3 separate regions of the Hordeum vulgare genome follow, and all the other regions are linked to region 3. A link is a contact called in public Hi-C and HiChIP or PLAC-seq data. All regions are on one chromosome and are shown on one strand. The core of a region is the stretch at or near the end of the contact, and the rest is flanking DNA. Distances in the headings are between cores, read along the strand shown. Region 1 holds the start of LOC123448732 (2,3-bisphosphoglycerate-independent phosphoglycerate mutase-like). Region 2 holds the start of LOC123448731 (COP1-interacting protein 7-like). Region 3 holds the start of LOC123448729.

The links. A called contact is a pair of places that touch in the nucleus more often than the background predicts. HiChIP or PLAC-seq counts read pairs in DNA pulled down with a chosen protein or histone mark.
Region 1: an H3K4me3 HiChIP or PLAC-seq map of embryo shows a contact between it and region 3, with 5 times the contacts expected there. The contact joins the promoter of LOC123448732 here to the promoter of LOC123448729 in region 3. A contact is called at or near these places in 2 of 6 Hi-C or Micro-C datasets (both in leaf) and 1 of 1 datasets of contacts at active chromatin or transcription factors (embryo).
Region 2: a Hi-C map of seedling shows a contact between it and region 3, with 6 times the contacts expected there. The contact joins the promoter of LOC123448731 here to the promoter of LOC123448729 in region 3. A contact is called at or near these places in 6 of 6 Hi-C or Micro-C datasets (leaf, seedling and an unstated tissue) and 1 of 1 datasets of contacts at active chromatin or transcription factors (embryo).

Annotation. Positions count from the first base shown.
Region 1 is chr4H:400,510,453-400,513,385 of MorexV3_pseudomolecules_assembly, reverse strand. It overlaps LOC123448732 (2,3-bisphosphoglycerate-independent phosphoglycerate mutase-like), which reads left to right and starts at 1,424. Exons shown (of 9, transcript XM_045125720.1): 1 at 1,424-1,741; 2 at 1,865-1,992. The coding sequence starts at 1,562. It overlaps LOC123448733, which reads right to left. Exons shown (of 1, transcript XM_045125722.1): 1 at 2,366-2,933. The coding sequence ends at 2,541.
Region 2 is chr4H:400,493,167-400,496,416 of MorexV3_pseudomolecules_assembly, reverse strand. LOC123448731 (COP1-interacting protein 7-like) reads right to left here and starts at 1,553. Exons shown (of 11, transcript XM_045125718.1): 1 at 1,380-1,553; 2 at 458-612; 3 at 100-285; 4 at 1-21. The coding sequence starts at 528.
Region 3 is chr4H:400,059,816-400,062,843 of MorexV3_pseudomolecules_assembly, reverse strand. It overlaps LOC123448729, which reads left to right and starts at 1,490. Exons shown (of 3, transcript XM_045125714.1): 1 at 1,490-1,770; 2 at 1,867-2,102. The coding sequence starts at 1,573.

The sequences.
Region 1 (2,933 bases), core at 175-2,674, 450 kb before region 3:
CCGACGTGTTCAAGAAACCGATAATATTACATGTCAGTGTAGATATGGGGTTTCTTCTTTCATCAAATGCAGCTATGTTATACTAACAACCCATGTTTGCATGTCCTAATTTATGTATACAAAAGCTGTATCTTTTGTTGAGGTATATTATAATAGTATATGTATGTACCTGCATGTTGCACAGAGATGTTATTTCACATGCATGAATTCTAATTTAAATTTAAACTTAGGCACGCCTAATCTCACACATCACAAAATTTCCTTACTGTTCTAACATCTTTTATCTCCAATTTGGATAGAGTCTAAGCGATAACTCTTTGATTTGTCTTCAAAAGTTTGCTAGAGGCTATAGATGACCTTTTGCTTTTTCTTCAATAATTTTTTAGAGTGCAACAATATGAACTGGTTTTCCCATGAGGGCTTTTTTTTTTATTTGATAGATTCTATAGTCATGTACTATCATTTCATGTTTCCACCATTAGATGTGCCTTTCTTGTTGAGCTATAGTTGGATGAACTTTTGTTGGTGTGGGATGTGTCTACTTCGGCATGAATGGACATATTGATCTGACCTCGTTTGAGATGTTCTTTTATACTTGATGTTCTTTTATACTTGACTCAGGAAGGACAATGGGTCGGTCTTCACCATCTCTGGTCAGTGATGACAATTGATAACGTCTTTGTTAAAAATTATTCGTAACTACTAGCAGCATTCTATAATTTGTATCGGGCATTTTTTCGCTTTTTAAGAAAGGTTTGTATCAAGCTGCGACCTAGGAAGGACAATGGGTCGGTCTTCACCACAGATAAAAACAGCCGAACTTTTTGCAAGCTGCCTTATTTCTGTTACTTTTAGAGGAAAGATAGCAATTTCAGTCATTACAGTCATGTTGCACTAACATTGCTTGATCGAGTGCGTCAAGATCATAATTGTTAGACTGAAAGGTCACATTGACCTTATTTTTGACATTTGCAAATATTCTATTAAAAATTGCTGCATAATGTTACGTGGAGCAATTTATATTTAATATTTTATCCGGTGGAACGCACGGGCATTTGTACTACTCCCTCCATTCCTAAATATAAGTCTTTTAAAAGATTTCATTAGGCGTCTACGTACGAATCAAAATGAATGAATCTATATACTCTAAAGTATGTCTATATACATTCCTATATAGTCAACTAGTGAAACCTTTAGAAAGATTTATATTTAGGGACGGAGGGAGTAGATGCATGTCCGAAGCCATTCTTTTAATTAAAAAAATATCATGTGTATCGCATAGATAGGGCAATGTGTCTGCATCATACTGTCAGGTAGGTTCATCGGCGGACCAGCGCCTCACGTCTTTACACTTGTGCCTCTCCTAACTGCCTCGTGGCGCCCAGACCCTTCGAGAGGAAACAAGCATGGCCGATTTTTCCTACAAACAAAAACTCAGCAATCTCTCCACCGCTTCTCTCAGAAAAGTCCAGAACGCAGCAAAACACTTGCCCTGTTTCGGCGAGCTGCTCGTTCCTCCTTCATCACGACCACACGAGACGAGAGTGGTGCTCCCGGACGCATGATGGCGCGCAGGCCGGGGGCAGAGGAGGAGAGGCCGTGGAAGCTGGCTGAGCACGCGAGGCTGGGGAAAGGGAAGGTGGTGGGCGTGGTGGTGCTGGACGGCTGGGGCGAGGCGCCGCCTGACCCTTTCAACTGCATCCACGTCGCCGACACCCCCACCCTCGACGCCCTCAAGAAGGTACGTACTACCAACCAACGTGACTCTGCGTCTCTCTTTCCTCACGCTGCTTCATCGGTTGGGTTCCTTTCCTACATGCGGATCGCTGGAGATGCTTTGCCTGATTGTGAGGTTGCATGGCAGGGTGCTCCGGAGAGGTGGAGGCTGATCAAAGCTCACGGCAAGGCGGTGGGGCTGCCTACGGATGATGACATGGGCAACAGCGAGGTCGGACACAATGCGCTAGGAGCCGGCCAGATATATGCCCAAGGGTAACCACTACCGCCCGCTGCTCTCTACTACTCCCTTCGTCTCGTAATATAACATCGTTTTTACACTACACGCTTCCTTCGTCTTATACAGTAGGACGGAGAGAATAATAATAGTACAGTATACTATATGCACATGTTTTAGGCCCTGTTTGAAACCACAATAGATTATGATAATTTGGATTACGAAGATAGATTATATAATCTGGTTTATAAAAATAATCTAGGTAGACATGTTTGGATGCTAGATTATATAAACTGCAATCCAGATTTTACATTGCATAATGACCTCTCTGCCCTCTATATTTTTTTTTAAAAAAGAAGGGTAGCGGTGGCAGGAATGTAATTATCTCCAACTTTACAAGGGTAACGGGTCATTAGTAATCCATAATCTGATTTTAGCTGGGTATAGTAGATTGTGAGTTTTTAATAATCTATCCATCTAGTTCTTATAATCTATATCATAATCTATCCTGTTTGGATACAAAATAGATCATAAAAACTGGATTATATAATCTGAGTGGTTCCAAACAGGACCTTAGCTCTAATAGTTACCCAAAGACGGACTCTGCCTCGTGGACGATTGCCTCTTCCTTCTTCACCCCCTCGGCGGCCGTGGAGGAAGTAGCCTGCTCAACCACCACCTCCTTCTCATCGGCAGCGATGGCGGCAGACTCGACAGGAGCTTCTTCCATCTTGGTCTCATCAGTGTCCGGGGAGGGGTTCTTGTTTGTATCGGCGGTGGCAGCAGCGATGGCGGCTTCGGCTTGGTCGGAGACGGTCTGCTTAGTCTGGAGCACGGGGGCGTAGTAGTCGGCGTGGGCGTCCATGCACTTTTTGAGGTCGGCGGTGGCTTGGGAGCAGCGATCGAGCATGTCGGAGCCCTCCTTCTCCGCCGCCTGCACGCACTCCTCCCACGACACGAACGCCTCCTTGCAACCTCC
Region 2 (3,250 bases), core at 304-2,803, 430 kb before region 3:
GAATTTACGATATGTAGGAATCTGGTAGGGATGTTCAATTTAGTTAAAATTACAACTGTAAGAAACAAAAGGAACTAGAAAAAGGTCAAGGTGAAATACCTCTCTAAGGTGGATTTTGTGAACCAGGTAGAGCCTTTTCCATCCCCAGACAATAACAGCTTAAAAGAGCCACTTGATGAACGTGATTGGAAATTTTTGGCATCTTCCAAGTGCAGGACTAGTTGGTCAAAAGGACCAGATGCTACTGATTCGGCGCTCTCCCCATTACAAGCAATTGCCTCATACCTGATGACGGAAAGGTTTCACAATACTGGGCGAGTCAGAACTTATATCAGAGATTGTGAATCATAAAAGACTCAATATGCCATATCCATGAAACACAGTTTTCAGCCAAATGCAGCGACGAAAATCTGAACCACACTTCATAAGCTCAATTAGCTGTGAACGAGTGTATCACCTGTTTTTGGTCAAGGACACTTGGAACACTGCAGAATCAAGCTCCACGTCGCCAGCAACTCTCCTCTCCATTTTGCCCACAACTACAAGCGCAGACCCCAACTCCTATACTACAATTTTTATAGATCGAATCAGCTCCTCGTCCACTTCAAATACCTGACAAGAGGAATATCAGCACAAACGTCACAAAGCTTGCAAAAGGGAACAGATAACAAAGAAGAGAGATAATGCGACTGCCAAGGTCACAAACGATAACATGTCAACATCTATAATAACTGATTAAATGTTCCACGCCGAAATATGCAGGTTATTTTTCAGCATGGGGGTGCCAACCAAGCATAGAGCAAACTGATTGTGCATGTATTCACCGAACCAACTCCACACCTAAGTCATTCATTCCGCTTGATTATGTTCCCACAGCAGAGACAAACTTATAGGCTTCTAGCAATTAAACAGCATGTGGTACGAGCGAAGTATGCCTCAACTTCCTTAGTTAACGCAACCAGATTCATAGATCAGAGAAGCAGAAAAACAGATACAATTCAAACCCAAAAGACAAAATTCTAGTAACATCAGTACAGATCTTTCACCTGAGCTACCAAACTAAGCACTGGACGCATTGAATCCGAAATGGACAGTGATCGGAACCGCGGGGGCTCCCGGATCCAAAAAACCACAAATCCCTCAAGGACAAAAATCCAAAGCCCTAGAGATCCAGGCAGGACCAACTCGACCACTATTCCTGGCTCCTAAAAAAAACAGAACGGAAGAAGGCGGATCCAGATTCCGGAGGCGACAGCGCCTGCTCATCGACCCACTGCCTCACGCTTCGAGCTGAAGCAAGCTAACCCCCCACCCAGGTCCGAGGAGGCCGCACCAAAAACATCCGAGAAAAACGAAGACAGAGCAGACGAATGCCTCACCAGATGGAGCGGCGGCGGCCTCCGCTTCCCGCATTCGTTCCGGCGCCGCTCCGACTGGATCGAGGAGTCGGAAGCGATGGAGAATTTTTGTTCCGCGGCTCACTCCCTTTTTTCCCTGGAGCAGTTGCAGCGAGTGGGGGAATGGACGCCAGGAAAAGGCACAACTGCGGAATGCGGGGTTTAAATGACCGAGGGCGGGTTGAGGAACTGACACTGGATGCTGCGCTTATTTACTGTCTCGCCACTGCCCTGGTGTTTTGTGTACCCGTGGAGTGCGCTAGGGGCTTTGAAAAGGAGGCCGTCGGTCGGTGGGAAGCGCCGAGAGAGTTTACCATGCTGCCCTTCCCAGCAACCAGTTAAATACCCGTGCGTTGCCACGGAATGACATATAGATTTTCCTTTATATAAGCACACATAGCCTTTTCTTCTCTTTTCTGGAGAAGTGATAAGTTCATCATCACGTCCTCTAGTCGTGCATCAGCTCCTTCTTCCATACATACTATCTATACTTGTCATCTTTTCTCTTACATTCTACCGTCGATGCCCTTTCACCATGTCGGCATCAACTCTTCATGTAACCGTTGTTTACACCCATTATCAAAGTCATAGCAGGTTGGGGATGTGGAGCCTTCATTTATATGAGGTGAGCATCATATGGCATGGCATATCACCATTCACCCATCAGTCATGTCATAAATAGTATGGGTAGGAATAGCTATATATCCGTTTGTTGCTATGGATTAAAAAAAGGATTTTCCTAACATGTGAAATAATTACCTTTACACTCCAAGACACACCCTATGTTTTGTCATGACAGTCCATCAATCTTCACAATGAAATAAAATTAAATCATAGACTCTCCGCGCCCCCACATGCCATTTTCAACTACTTCCTTTCTCCAATAATCCTCATGCTTGTCAATGTTAATGAAGCATGACCGTGTCCCTCGCAACATTTCCTTCAGAAATAATATAAGGTGGTTTGTACTTCCTTTCACTTGCCGTCGGCTTTGCCATTAGTTTGTACACAAATAAAAGACTCAAACAATGATGTAAAATAGAATTATATAGTATTTCCTAGCTATAGTATACCCAAATATAATGAGCCAACTATACTGGGCGATGTAACCGCATCGTCATTTTTGGTCGCTCATAGATAAAATATATATACTTAGAGCCAACATCACGAATCTTCTTTGCTATGTATGTAACCTCTGGTGTGAAGCTGGAGTTAGCACAAAAAAAGCGATCATGTTACCTGTTTTACGCCACAACCATTCTTCAAACAAGATTTGAAGAGTATAAGTTTGCTCTTGCAAACGGAATATAAATAAATTATAAAAAAGATAAAACATGGACAATTCACAGGTCTATAAATCAAGATTCGAATCATACCAATCATGCTAGCTACACAAACTTTGGCGTACAAGAAAGGCTTTCACAAGGAGAATTACAATAAACTGAAGGAATATAGCACCTTTGCAGTGTCCTTGTTGTTAGTTAATAAACTGAAGGAATATGCAAAAAGCAAGCAAGTTTACTATGTTTGTTAATTATGCAGAATCCAGAATTAGGAGCAGCGAGAGCTTTGTCCTATACTATTTTGCAAGGAATCTTACTTTTCTTCTAAGACACTTATTTGATTCGCACAACATATATTCCTGCAAAAATATTAAGTGCATTGTTGGGAACAGCGAGGAGATTTATTAATACAAGTTGTGATCAAATCCTTTTTGTTTAAAGCATACCTTTCTCTCGAGAAAAGAAAGCTGATCAAGCGTATGCTATGCCTGCACAACTGAAATTGATCCATTTTTTTTGGTTGCAACATATGCTAGCTAGCATAACTTGGAAAATTTATATGTAGGCCGA
Region 3 (3,028 bases), core at 241-2,740:
GAAAAGGGAAAATCAAATGAAAGAAGAAACTAAAAAATCGATTGAAAACGAGAATACCTGGGGAATAAACAATTTTCGGCCCAGGAATGTTCCAGGAAATGTCGGCCCTTTTACGTCAATTTGGCCGCGCCTCCCAGTTTAGCACAGAACTAACTGTGCCTCATTGGTTAGCAACGCTACGCACCACCCAATGGACCCGTGATCCATCCCTTGATACCCTCCTTTTCTCGTCTTTCTTTCGTTTTCTGTGCGCATTAATGGGCCAGACCGTAGATGTTATACTTAACGCCTGCATAGAGTGATATACTATGAGTATAATATCATTTGCGCACCAGGTGTTGACGAAGAGCATAGACTCTTGAAGATCCAAGGTCCCTTAGCTCTCAGTGCCAAAATGGCAGGCAGAGGCGTGGGGAAACACTACACTGGAGACAATGGATTTGTTTTTAGATTTGGACAAATCAGAGACAGGGGATTGAGATCCGGAACTCGTCCAGTAAAAGAAGTAGTCCATGGGCCGATGATCCTAGGCCTCCACATCGGCGTAACTCGTCCAGTAAAAAAAGTGTTCATGAGTTCAAAAAAATATTCATAAATTCAAACAATTTTGCAAATAAAAAACATTTGCGTATCCATTTTTTCCCTCAATCCAATACATGTGCACAAATTGAAATACTAGAATCACAAATAAAAATGTTTGCAGATTTGGACAAATGTTCTTGAATCTGGTAAATGTTCAAAAATTAAAATAATGTTCAGAAATATAAAAAATATTAACTAATTCGAAGAATATTCGGAATTTGGTAAATAGTCAAAATAAAAATAAAATCCATGAACTAATTCTTAAAAAAAAGGAAAAATGGAAAAGGAAATATAAAAATAAATAACAAAAAAGGGATGAAAATGGAAAATCAAAGGAAAGAAGAAGCTCAAAAACTGATTGAAAACAAGAATACCAAGGGAATAAACAATTTTCGTCCGAGGAATGTTCCAGGCATTGTCGCCCCTTTACCTCAATTTGGCCGCGCCTCCCAGTTTAGCACAAAACTAACAGTGCTTCATTGGTTAGCAACGCTACACACCACCCAATAACCCGGAATCAAAATCACTCAACGAGGAGTACTCATTTTAAAGACCACTCCCATCGGTCCCTTGATACCCTCCCATAGATGCTATCGTTAACGCCTGCATAGAGTGATATACATCATTTGCGCACTAGGTGTTGATGAAGAGCATAGACTCTTGAAGATCCAAGGTCCCCCTAGCTCTCAGTGCCAAAATGGCAGTCAGAGGCGTGGGGAAACCCTACACTGGAGACAATGGATTTGTTTTTAGGTTTAGACAAATGAGAGACAGGGGATTGAGATCCGGAACTCGGCCAGGAAAAGAAGTAGTCCATGGGCCGATGATCCCAGTCCTCCACATCGGCGTACCCCGGCCCATATTTCGCCCCTGAAGTTCACTCCCCCAGTTGCTGTCCAGATAAGGCTCTCTGGTCCGTACCTCATTCCCAGCTTCTTCCGCTCCTCTATCCTCTACGATTCATCAGTTGAGCTAGACCCCACCGAGCCAATGGTGGCTCCGGCGACGCTGTCCCTCCGCCCCTGCGCGACCCTCGCGCCGTCCAGGGCCGCGCACGCCCACGCCGGGTTCGCCCACACTAGCCGTCCAGCCCTCTCCGTCTCCTGCCCGCCGACGCGCTTCGAGACCCTCCGCCGCGCCGCTACCGCCGTGTCCGACCGGCAAGGCTCCGCAGAGCCTTCCGAGAAAGTAAGCATCGGCACACGCTTCCCGTGCCTCGCATTTCGCACCGGGCACCTGCTCAGTTCTGAGACGATGTGGTGGTGTTTTTTCTGTGCGCAGCAGGAGGACAAGCCGCGGACGTACTACTTCCTGGTGGCGAACGCCAAGTTCATGCTGGACGACGAAGAACACTTCCAGGAGCAGCTGCAGGAGAAGCTGCGGCTGTACGAGGAGCGCAGCAAGGAGCAGGACTTCTGGCTTGTGATCGAGCCCAAGTTTCTAGACAGGTTCCCCAACGTCGCCAAGCGGCTCAAGCGCCCCGCCGTCGCGCTCGTCTCCACCGACCGCAACTGGATCAGGTAAGTCGGGCGTCTCTTCAGCCGTCGTTGCAAGCTCGAGTAATGCTAATTGGCAGAGCCCCCCCAAGGGTATTATAAAACGCCAATGCATGCAGTCCCGGCAACACTCGCTTCTGTACTTGTCTAGATATATATAAGCCCCTTCAACGGAAATTCAGGTGGGGAAATTCTCCCTCCCGCTCAACATTGCAACAAACAACGGCGACGACGACAACAACAACTAAGCCTTTATTTAGTTCCAAACAAGTTGGGGTAGGCTAGAGCTGAAACCATAGGATCTCGAAACCAACTCATGGTTCTGTCCCCTGGATAGCTAACTTCCACCGTTCCACGCGCCCCTGAACATTACAATAACTAAATCATGGTAATACTTGTTTGTTGTTACTAGTAGGCGCTCCCTTCATTCTAGTTGCCTGCCTTGCCCATATGTCATTGACATCATGTCATGCACTGGAAGCCGGTATGCTTCCTGTTGCAAATGGCAAAACCATGCAGCGGTGCAGTCTTGTATCTGCAATTTGCACTGGATGCCTACTTGATGGCCTCCCATAATAATGTGCTTGCCATCAGCAAAGGCGCACACTTCAAACGTGTATATGTAGGTTGTTGACGAAAGAGGTGTGACAAAAGAAAAACACTGGTTCCGTTCAGATTCATGCAGTGCCCTTCCAGGCAAGTTCAGATTCAAGAATTGACGTGTCTACATATACCACGAGTCAATTTTGATCTGATGAATTGAGGGGTGGAAAACCTGATGTTTACCAATCTTACATGGAAGCTCAAGTCCAGGATGTAGTCTCATGCATTTCAGTAAGCCACATTTATAATTTTTCATCAGGATCCTGTTTCAATGCAGAAGTGCAATTTCTTATAAAATGAAGCCAATGAGGATACTTCTTCTGGTGATGCCTTTTTTTTCCTTTCTT